Linked DNA regions of Capsicum annuum: region 2 is linked to region 1. Evidence: chromatin contacts called from public Hi-C data. All regions are on one chromosome and are shown on one strand. Each heading gives the region's core, a stretch centred on a gene start, on an enhancer-like site or on the middle of the called end of the contact. The rest is flanking DNA. Distances are from core to core; before and after follow the strand shown. Region 1 overlaps LOC107877898 (probable polygalacturonase). Region 2 holds the start of LOC107877900 (protein TIFY 10A).

Region 1 (4,407 bases), core at 1,005-3,504:
GTTTGTTGTTGTTGTTGTTGTATCCCTGAGTTACATGCTGGCGCTCCAACCACTAACCGTCTTCAGACGCTATATCCCCACTCGATGCAAGAACTGGCCATACTTCCACATCTCTTGCTCAATGACTTGAATTCGGGATCAGCTAGTGAGTCAGATTGAAGTGGTGAGCTTCTATCCTTCGGAAGACCCAAGTTCATATTGTGGTTTCTTTTTTTATGTTTTGACTATCTTTTGGATATTGATTTTGGCTATTGTTGGGAACATGTCTCAACATTTTATTGACCTTCGGTTTTGTAGAGGCTTTGACGAACTACTATGGATTGGGTGATTCGATTGATCGTTTTGGTGATGGACGGTTGTTCTATTACCGGTGGTTAGAATAGACATATTATGAATTATCATTACTTTCATTATGCGCTATCTTTTTTAGGTTCGGAATTCATCCAATATTTGAGGATGTGGTGTTGGCTCGGTTAGGTGAAGGGGGTGATCTCCAATGCACATGAGATTTGAGATACCCGTCACGATCAAGCCCTGGTTTGAATCGTGACAACTACCATCCAGACCCCCCATTATGTGAGAATACACTGGGTATGTTGTTGTTGTTGAATTATATTTCATGTTCAAATCGTATTTTATATTTATTTTAAATTCTATACATCAAGTACAAAAACTATGCTGAAACACAATTTCAACCTCAATTTTAAAACTTTTAAATACAATTTCAACTTCAATTTTAAAATTTTCAAATAAAGCTATTTTTTAATATTTTTTATGGTCAAACGCCTTCTAAGAGAGGCTCCAACTTGGACTTGCAGCTCAATCCCATTTGCACTTCAAGCTACAAAATGCCCGACTTTGACATATTTTGATTTGATAAGAGTTTAAAATGTTAAAAAAGAACTTTTAGATCCGATGGCCTTAAAATTAAAAATATGTCAAATATATCAAAATGTTCTTTAATCTTGTGATTTTAAATATACCATGTGAAACGCTCAAATTAAAGAATTGCTAAAAAGAGAAAAAGACATTCGGTTTTAAATAGACTAAAAAGGAAAGTAGGAAGAAGATATTAAAAGGGTGTTTGGATGGGTTTAAATTTAGTCAAAATTGCTTTTAAGCCATTTTTTAACTTTTTGAAGCAATTGACAACTTTAAAAATTGCTTAAAAAAAGTCAAAAATTACTTTTTTTAAAGCCAAAAACCAAAAGTACCTTAGCCCCCACTTTTTTTTTAAAATTATTTTTGGCTTATAATCTTTTCTAGTTTGACCAAGTAAAAGACATCTTTGTCTCTTATAATTCTCACATACAGTATTTCAAAATTACCCTCATATTTGTCCAAAAATATTTGTTCTCTTTTACTATTTTTGTGTCTCTATTTTTGTGTTTCTCTCTTCAGGTTACATTTTCCTCTTCATTTTGTGTCTTTATTTCTTTTTTTAATGGGTTGCTAGCAATTTGATGTTTGTGGAGTTTATGAGGAATTAAGAAGAATTATTTTTTGGGGATTTCATTTAACTGAAATAACAAACTTTAATGGATTGTTAGCAATTCAACTTCTTTTTGGGCGACTTTTATTTAATTTTCTTGAAGAAAAATAGAAAATCAATAAACCTATTTAGCCGAAACAATCTTTTTGAGTGTTTTTGGTTCAATTTTTAGGAAAAAAAAATCTCGTAAAACAACAATGGGTTAATTAGTGGCAAAATTCACAAAGAAAAACGAATCCATATAGCACAACTGATTTTGCTCCTCTTTTAATCTCTTTAGTTCAATTTTCAGAAGAAAAATGAAGCACAAGTAACTTATTCATTCATGAAAATATTTTTAAAAAATAAATGTACTAAGTAGTTTATACTGAAATTCAATTAAAATATAAATTAATTTTAGTTTAAATTATTTTTTTTAAAAAAAATCTAATAGTAATCATAATGTTAACAATTATAAGGGTATTTCAGACATTTTGAATAAAAGAAAATGCTTAACAACAATTGTCTACCAAACACATCTACAACTCTTTTTCATCTTTAGCACCTTTATCAAACACGTAACTGATTATTATTAAAATAAGTTTCAAAAAAAAGCCGTTTTTTTTTTTTCAGCCTATCCAAACGGGCTCTAAAATAAAGAGTAAAATACATTGATATCTATGAGAAAACGCGTTATCAGGAGCAAGTTGCCCTCTGCTGACACCAATCATTGTCCCATAAAAAATTGAAAGAGTGTAGTGGAAACTTCAAGCTGCTTTCACATGTCATAAGAATTTGAATACATAAGGATATACTTCATTCTTCTATGTACAACGTACGGGGAAAGGAATGTTACAGGTATAGAAAAAACGAAAAACTAGAAAATGACTGACTGGGCAAGAGTAATTGAATGAACATTGTGACCATCTCTCACCTCCATTCAGTAATTATCAATATAGACATAGAAAACAGTGGCTGGCCACTATGAAAATTGGCCCTCGAAAATGTGGATATCTGAAACCATTTCAAAGACATAGAAAACAGTGGCTGGCCACTATGAAAATTGGCCCACGAAAATGTGGATATCTGAAACCATTTCAAAAGTCGTAATCTATGTCCGATGCATTCAGAGAGTCAGAACGTCGGATCAGATGTCCTTGCTCATCATATAGGTCAAGGTTCTCACAGGGAGCAGGGAAAACAGTACCTATAACACGACCTTGAACATGAGAGCATTGGAATATGTGTTTCTTCTTGTATGTTATCCCAACAGACATATCTCTGAAAGTAACATTTTTCACTGGAATTTCAGAATTTCCATGGATACGAACGGGGACACGAACTCCCTCACCGTGTACTGACACGTAGCTTATGTCTTCTAGTATTGGTACAGCTTTCGGATCAAACTCCCCATCAGGATGTTCGTTGTAATCTGTCTTGATGACGATCCCCACCCTAACGTTTACGAATGTCAAGTTCCTGTAAGCTATGTGTCGTACATATCCTCCTCTGCCAGCTGCTGTTTTGATGCGAACAGCACGCCTTGAGCTCCAGACATGTACGTTTTCCACAGTAACATTTGACACCCCACCAGACATCTCACTTCCTATCGATATGCCTGCACTGCATATCGTTCAATGATGGTGAGTCGCATGTAATATAAATGGTGCTGCTCTTTATGATACTAATGTACTATGTTGCCAGATTCTTTTACGAAGGCTCGAGACGAAAACAAAAGTTACATCTCTTCAAACCAAAGTTGCTAAGTATCAGTAGGTTAGCATTATCAACAGCAATGAACAATTTCCAAAATATACCAAAGCAAGAAAAACTAATAATTTTCTTCCTCAGGCAGCTATATATGTCAAAATGTCATAGGTGCAATCGTTGTCAGAAACATCCAGGTCATGAAAACAAGTGTAGGTGCACATGGAAACCTCACCTGACCATCGAACGAACTACTAGATTTCGGATGACTATATTTGTTGAAGGCCGTCCATAAGAAATGCCATACTGATCCCAACCACTCTTTATTGCAATGCCATCATCACCAACACTGATGTAACAGTCCTCAATCAGCATATCTTCACAGGAATCTGTCCACACCACACTCAAACATCAAGAACTCGCACTGAGAAAGAGGGGAACAAGTAAGCAATAAAGAAGTGCATGTAGTGTATCAAAGTCTATGAGAATGATATCAACCTTAGAAGAACTGCGGTTCAGAAGACTAGCAAGAATTTGGCATATTAAAATCTCAGAACTTAATTCTTATTCCCTATGAAATGATAAACCCAAGAAAAAGAACTAATCGCCTTTATAAGCAGGTTAAACAAATTATCTTCAGATATTTTAGCTTGCGGATTATTAATTTCATTAAATAAAGAGATAGTTCACAAGAAATCAATAAAATTTAGTCTAGACACGTTATTATTCACAGCTGACCCAAATATAATGTAGGCTAGTCCTAATCCACAGATAGAAAAAATGATTACTAGCTCAAGGTTTTCTATTCTCTGCAATGATAACATATTGAACATTCACCTGGATCTATGCCATCAGTATTAGGAGCGTCGAAGATAGGAGCCAGAATTGTGACATTCTTCATTGTTACATTTTTGCAGTCATATGGATGGAGAGTCCAAAATGGAGAATCACGCAATGTTACATTAGAGATCACTATGTCGCTAGACCACATTATCTGGACAAGCGGCCCTCTGGTATTGTTAAGAAGCCTCTGCTTGTACTTCTTCCACCATGCTTGACCCTGCCCATTAATGGTACCATTATGCCCTGTTACCAGTAATATGTACACATAATCAGATTGAGTTGGTTAGCTTCATACTTCTGCGAACATTTTAAAATACTTTGCTATTCAAAATCTGTAAACAATTACTTTGTGCATGATGTGGGCAAAGTTCATGTATCATCACATC
Region 2 (4,407 bases), core at 1,343-3,842, 390 kb before region 1:
TGAAATATAAATTTTTAAAAGTTAAGTAAGTAATCAAATATTTTTTAAAGATTTAAAAAAAAAATCACTTTTTCAGCTGCATTGCACTGCCGCATAAATAATGGATCCACTAGGCTAGATGAGCAACCTTCTATCTGGCCTGTCTACCAATAGTAGAGTGACTTGCTACTTTCAATCAGAAAAGGAAGATTGAGCTAGGCAAAGGAGAAAGGAGTTGTTCCCCTTCTCTGGTAACCTGCGACAACCTGCCGTCGCGTAGTTCAAATCGATGCAGCTCTTTAAATTTTATATTAAAATATTAAAAAATATTTTAAAAGTAATCTAAACTTTTAAAGTTTTATTAAAAAAATTTTACGTTAAATAAAATTATCTAATTTAAAATAATTAAAGATTACGGTTGAACTAGTAAACTTAAAAGTCTATGAGTTGATGCATTTAGCTTCCCATGTCGTCTTTCCCGGCATTTATGAGGCCCCTCTTCCGCGTTGCAGTTTTCAAAACCGCGTGCCCTATTATTCTCTCTCTAGCCGCATAGGTGACCCTACTCTTTATTTATTTTTCCTCTTTCTACTTCTTAAATTTTCCTTGGTAAGGATTATCATTTATTACGGTAAACGGGATTTCAATTGCCCTCTTATTTTCACCGATTTTACATGAAGTTCTTCATTGAATATTACTACTCCCTCTGTTTTTACCCCAACGCGCAGGCCTTATCACTACTCTTCCATTAGTAGCTCTTGAAAATTTCATGCATTAAAAATAGTAATAATTTTTTTAAAAAATGTTTGTTTTATTATTGTGTCAAAAATCATTCATTTAAAAATAAAGAGAGTACTTGTAATCATTAGAAAGTAAATAAAAATTTAAGCTAAACAATTGATAAATAGTAAAAGGTAAAGGCCATTTAGCGGAGAAGACCAGGAAAAAAGTTATTATTTGTTAAAAAAGGGAATTAGATTCTTTGGGGAACAAGATACACAAAAATTGATTCCAATACCACCTATCAAGAAACCATTATCAATCATAATTTAAAAAAAAAAAATTATCAGTCATAATCAAACGATGCCTCTTTCCAGTTTCCCCTGATTCTACTGCCTATCTGGTTTTAATTATTCAATTTCACTGTTAACATCTGATAAAAGCAAAGAAATAAAGAATTAGCTATCTTCACCAAAAACATATAAAAGAATACACAAAAGAAATTGTTGTAAAATTCCATTACAAATGAAAACTTGAGAAACGATGATTTGAATACCTACAAGGGCAGATAAAAACCATATATGGTTTTAATTAATTACAGAAATGTATTATTAATAATAGGGAATAGTAGTCAGATCTAAGTGGGTTCAATGAGAGTTGAAAGCCAAGATTAAACTTGGAATTGTAGTAGTATTATCCTCTACAAAACTAAGTACTAGTATTGCTCAGTTTTCACAGGAAACTGAGCACCCAATCCCAGCCATGCCTTGTTTTCTTCCTTCTTAGGATTAGCTGTGTGTTTATGAGGGGTGCTTGTTTGATATGGTACTTTTGCAGTCAGCCTATCTTTTCTTTTCTCTAAGAACCTTGTAAGTGAAGCTCTTCTGGCAATTGGTAAATCTGCAAGAAAAAAAAAACATGGAAGTTAGGCCAGTTGAAACCCTCCTCGTTGAAATATTATACCTGCGAAACATATAAGTCAAAAAATATTTTTATATTAAATTTGAACATTCTTAATGAAATTTCTCACTTCGCCAGCCACGTATAAGGATGGGGAAAATTATTACCAGAAACAATAGGCTGAGAAGTCATTTGATGTTCCTGGATGGAAGTGTTGGCTAAACTGGGCGGGACAATGTTAACAGCAGGGGTAACCAAATCAACAGTAGATTCCGCTTGTTTGTTGATTGGATTTTGTGTATTGTTGGCGTTGTTACTAGCCATAAGCATGATTTCCTTAGCTTTATCTGCCGGAAAATCATTGAAAACAATAACTTGACCTGCATAAAATATGGTCATCTGTGATTTATCAATACTCGATTCAGCCTTGGTTGCACCTTGAAGGAACAGATTCATCGATTTCTGAGTATTCGTTGCTGCCGATTTCTCAATCATTGGAAGCAAATCCATAGTAGCAGAGCCTGTTGAAACAAATTTATAGCTCATTTATTAGCAATTAAATTAAATACAGAATAACTCCAAATTAACACTCTAGACAAAATTCAAAAATCATGCATACCAGTTGAATCAAAATTGCGGCTAATACCAAGATAAAGATCTCCCAAAGAACCCTTCTCTTTCAAGTATTGGCTCAACAAGCTACACGTATGAGAGAAATGCGATCTCTGACCAGCCAATTTGCCAGAATCCACAATCTCTGATGAAGCCATTACTAAATACTTTTCTTATCACTCGAAAAACACTAAAGATCTTCTTCTCTTTCTTCTTTCTTCTTCTTTCTTCTTTCTTCTTGTTGAACGAAAGTAAAGTTGAGGACTACAGGTTAAAAGCACATGTATATATATTTCAATTCAAACACGGAAGTGGACGTGAGGTATGAGTGGGGGTGGGGTGGGTTAAGCACGAGGAATATATGGAGACTTTAATTACTTTATATTAAAAGAAAACGTGTTGTTTCCCTGTTTGTAAAGGTTGATTATGCTTCTCCACTTTTTCTTTTTTATTTTATTTATTTATTTTAAATTATTTTGTTATTGTTTAAATTAAAAATTAAACCGAAAAAGGAATTCGCATGTCAAACACGTGTTGTTTCCGCTTAAGAAAAGTGGTGTTGCAATTAGCCTGTTATTTTGCACCTGTAACAACTGCCCTTCAATCTCTGTTTATTTACACCGTTTTGCCATTTTTGTATAGCTGTTATTTTTCTTTCTCTCTTTTAACCCTTTTCTTTTGTTTTTATTTTCCGACAATGGTTTATACCCCTGATATTGCTTTAAAAATTAAATATCCTTTCAAGTTTAAAAAATAAATCATTCTTTCTTATTTAATTTTTAAAATATCTTTTTTATATTTATATTTATGGAAGACTTACAAAACTAGCATAGATTTCACTAAAAGAGTGTTTTTAGCTTAACTTTTAAAATTATAATTTGTAGCTTTTTTTTTTCATTTTTTTCTTCTTTTCATTCTCTTTTTTTTTTTTTTTTCATTTCTATTTTTTTCCTCAATTTTATCTCTAGCCCTACTTCTCTTTCTTCTTCTTTTTCCTTTTTTTGTTTATTTGTTTTTGCTTTTTCATTTCCTTTTTAATTTTATTTTTTTTATTTTTTCTTTCTTATTTTTTATATTGTGTTTATATTATATATTTTTTTTATATTTCTAAAAATATAATTATATTGAGTACATGATGACAGACACATTAGAATCGCTCATCATTATTGTATTCACCATCATTTTTTTTTTCATTTATTTTACTTTTTGATTTTTTTTCTTTTTCATTTTTTGGTATTTTTATCTTATTTTTTTTTTTTCATATCCCCTCTTTTTTGGTTTTTTTTTTTTTTTTTTTCTTTTTTTTTTTTTTAATTTCTTTCTTTTTATTTTTTTTCTTTTCTCTATTGTATCTATAGCTTGTATTTCTCTTTCTTTTTATTTTTTTATTTTTTCAATATTTTTATTTCTCTTATTTAATTTTATATTTTTGTGTTTTCGAAAAATATGACTATGTCGACTACAAGTCATGAGTGATAACAAAAATGCCACAATCATTTACTGCATTTGTATTCGTACCATTATTTATATTTTTGTATTCATTGATACAATAGTATTTGTATTTTATAGTTCTCGCTTGTATTTATATTTATATTTTCTAGTTCGTATTTGTATTTATATTTTGTAATTCTACTTGTATTTGTAGCTTATAGTTCACACCATCATTTATATTTTTGTATTCATTAATAAAATTGTATTTGTATTTTATAGTTCGCGCTTATATTTGTATTTGTATTTTATAATTTGTATTTTGTAGTTCACGCTTGTATTTGTATTTCATAGTTCTCATCATCATTTATATTTTAAACAAATTGCACTTTTATATTAAAGAACTATTTTATATTTGTATTTTATAGTTGATTGCATATTTTATTTATATTTTGTGGTTTCATTTTCTTTGTATTTGTATTCTATTTTCATCGATGCACATGTATTTTTAAAAGAACTATTTTATATTTGAATTTGTAAATTGACCACATATTGTATTTGTAATTTTTTTTTGTATTTTGATTTGTAGTTGACAACATCATTTGTATTTTTAAATAATTAAAAACAAAAATTTCTTTCTACAAACACTTGTATTTATATTCATTGATACAAATTGTATTTTATTAATACAAATTGAACAATACAAATATAAATAGTTAATTACAAAAATATAAATTTTAAACTATACAAATACAACATTTATATTTG

The links. A called contact is a pair of places that touch in the nucleus more often than the background predicts.
Region 2: a Hi-C map of bud shows a contact between it and region 1, with 2.3 times the contacts expected there. The contact joins the promoter of LOC107877900 here to the enhancer-like site in region 1. A contact is called at or near these places in 2 of 5 Hi-C or Micro-C datasets (bud and placenta).

The regions. Positions count from the first base shown.
Region 1 is chr7:114,905,763-114,910,169 of UCD10Xv1.1, reverse strand. LOC107877898 (probable polygalacturonase) reads right to left here. Exons shown (of 5, transcript XM_016724692.2): 3 at 4,016-4,264; 4 at 3,414-3,567; 5 at 2,228-3,094. The coding sequence ends at 2,569. Among protein-coding and RNA genes, the nearest start is that of LOC107877898, 16 kb to the right of the region's middle. Within about 2 kb of position 2,254, at least 5 of the 5 cell types and tissues checked have an H3K27ac peak or open chromatin away from gene starts, as enhancers often do. A contact at or near this core is called in bud, where this site is marked.
Region 2 is chr7:115,296,707-115,301,113 of UCD10Xv1.1, reverse strand. LOC107877900 (protein TIFY 10A) reads right to left here and starts at 2,592. Exons shown (of 3, transcript XM_016724701.2): 1 at 2,219-2,592; 2 at 1,767-2,120; 3 at 1,203-1,599. The coding sequence starts at 2,369. The coding sequence ends at 1,415.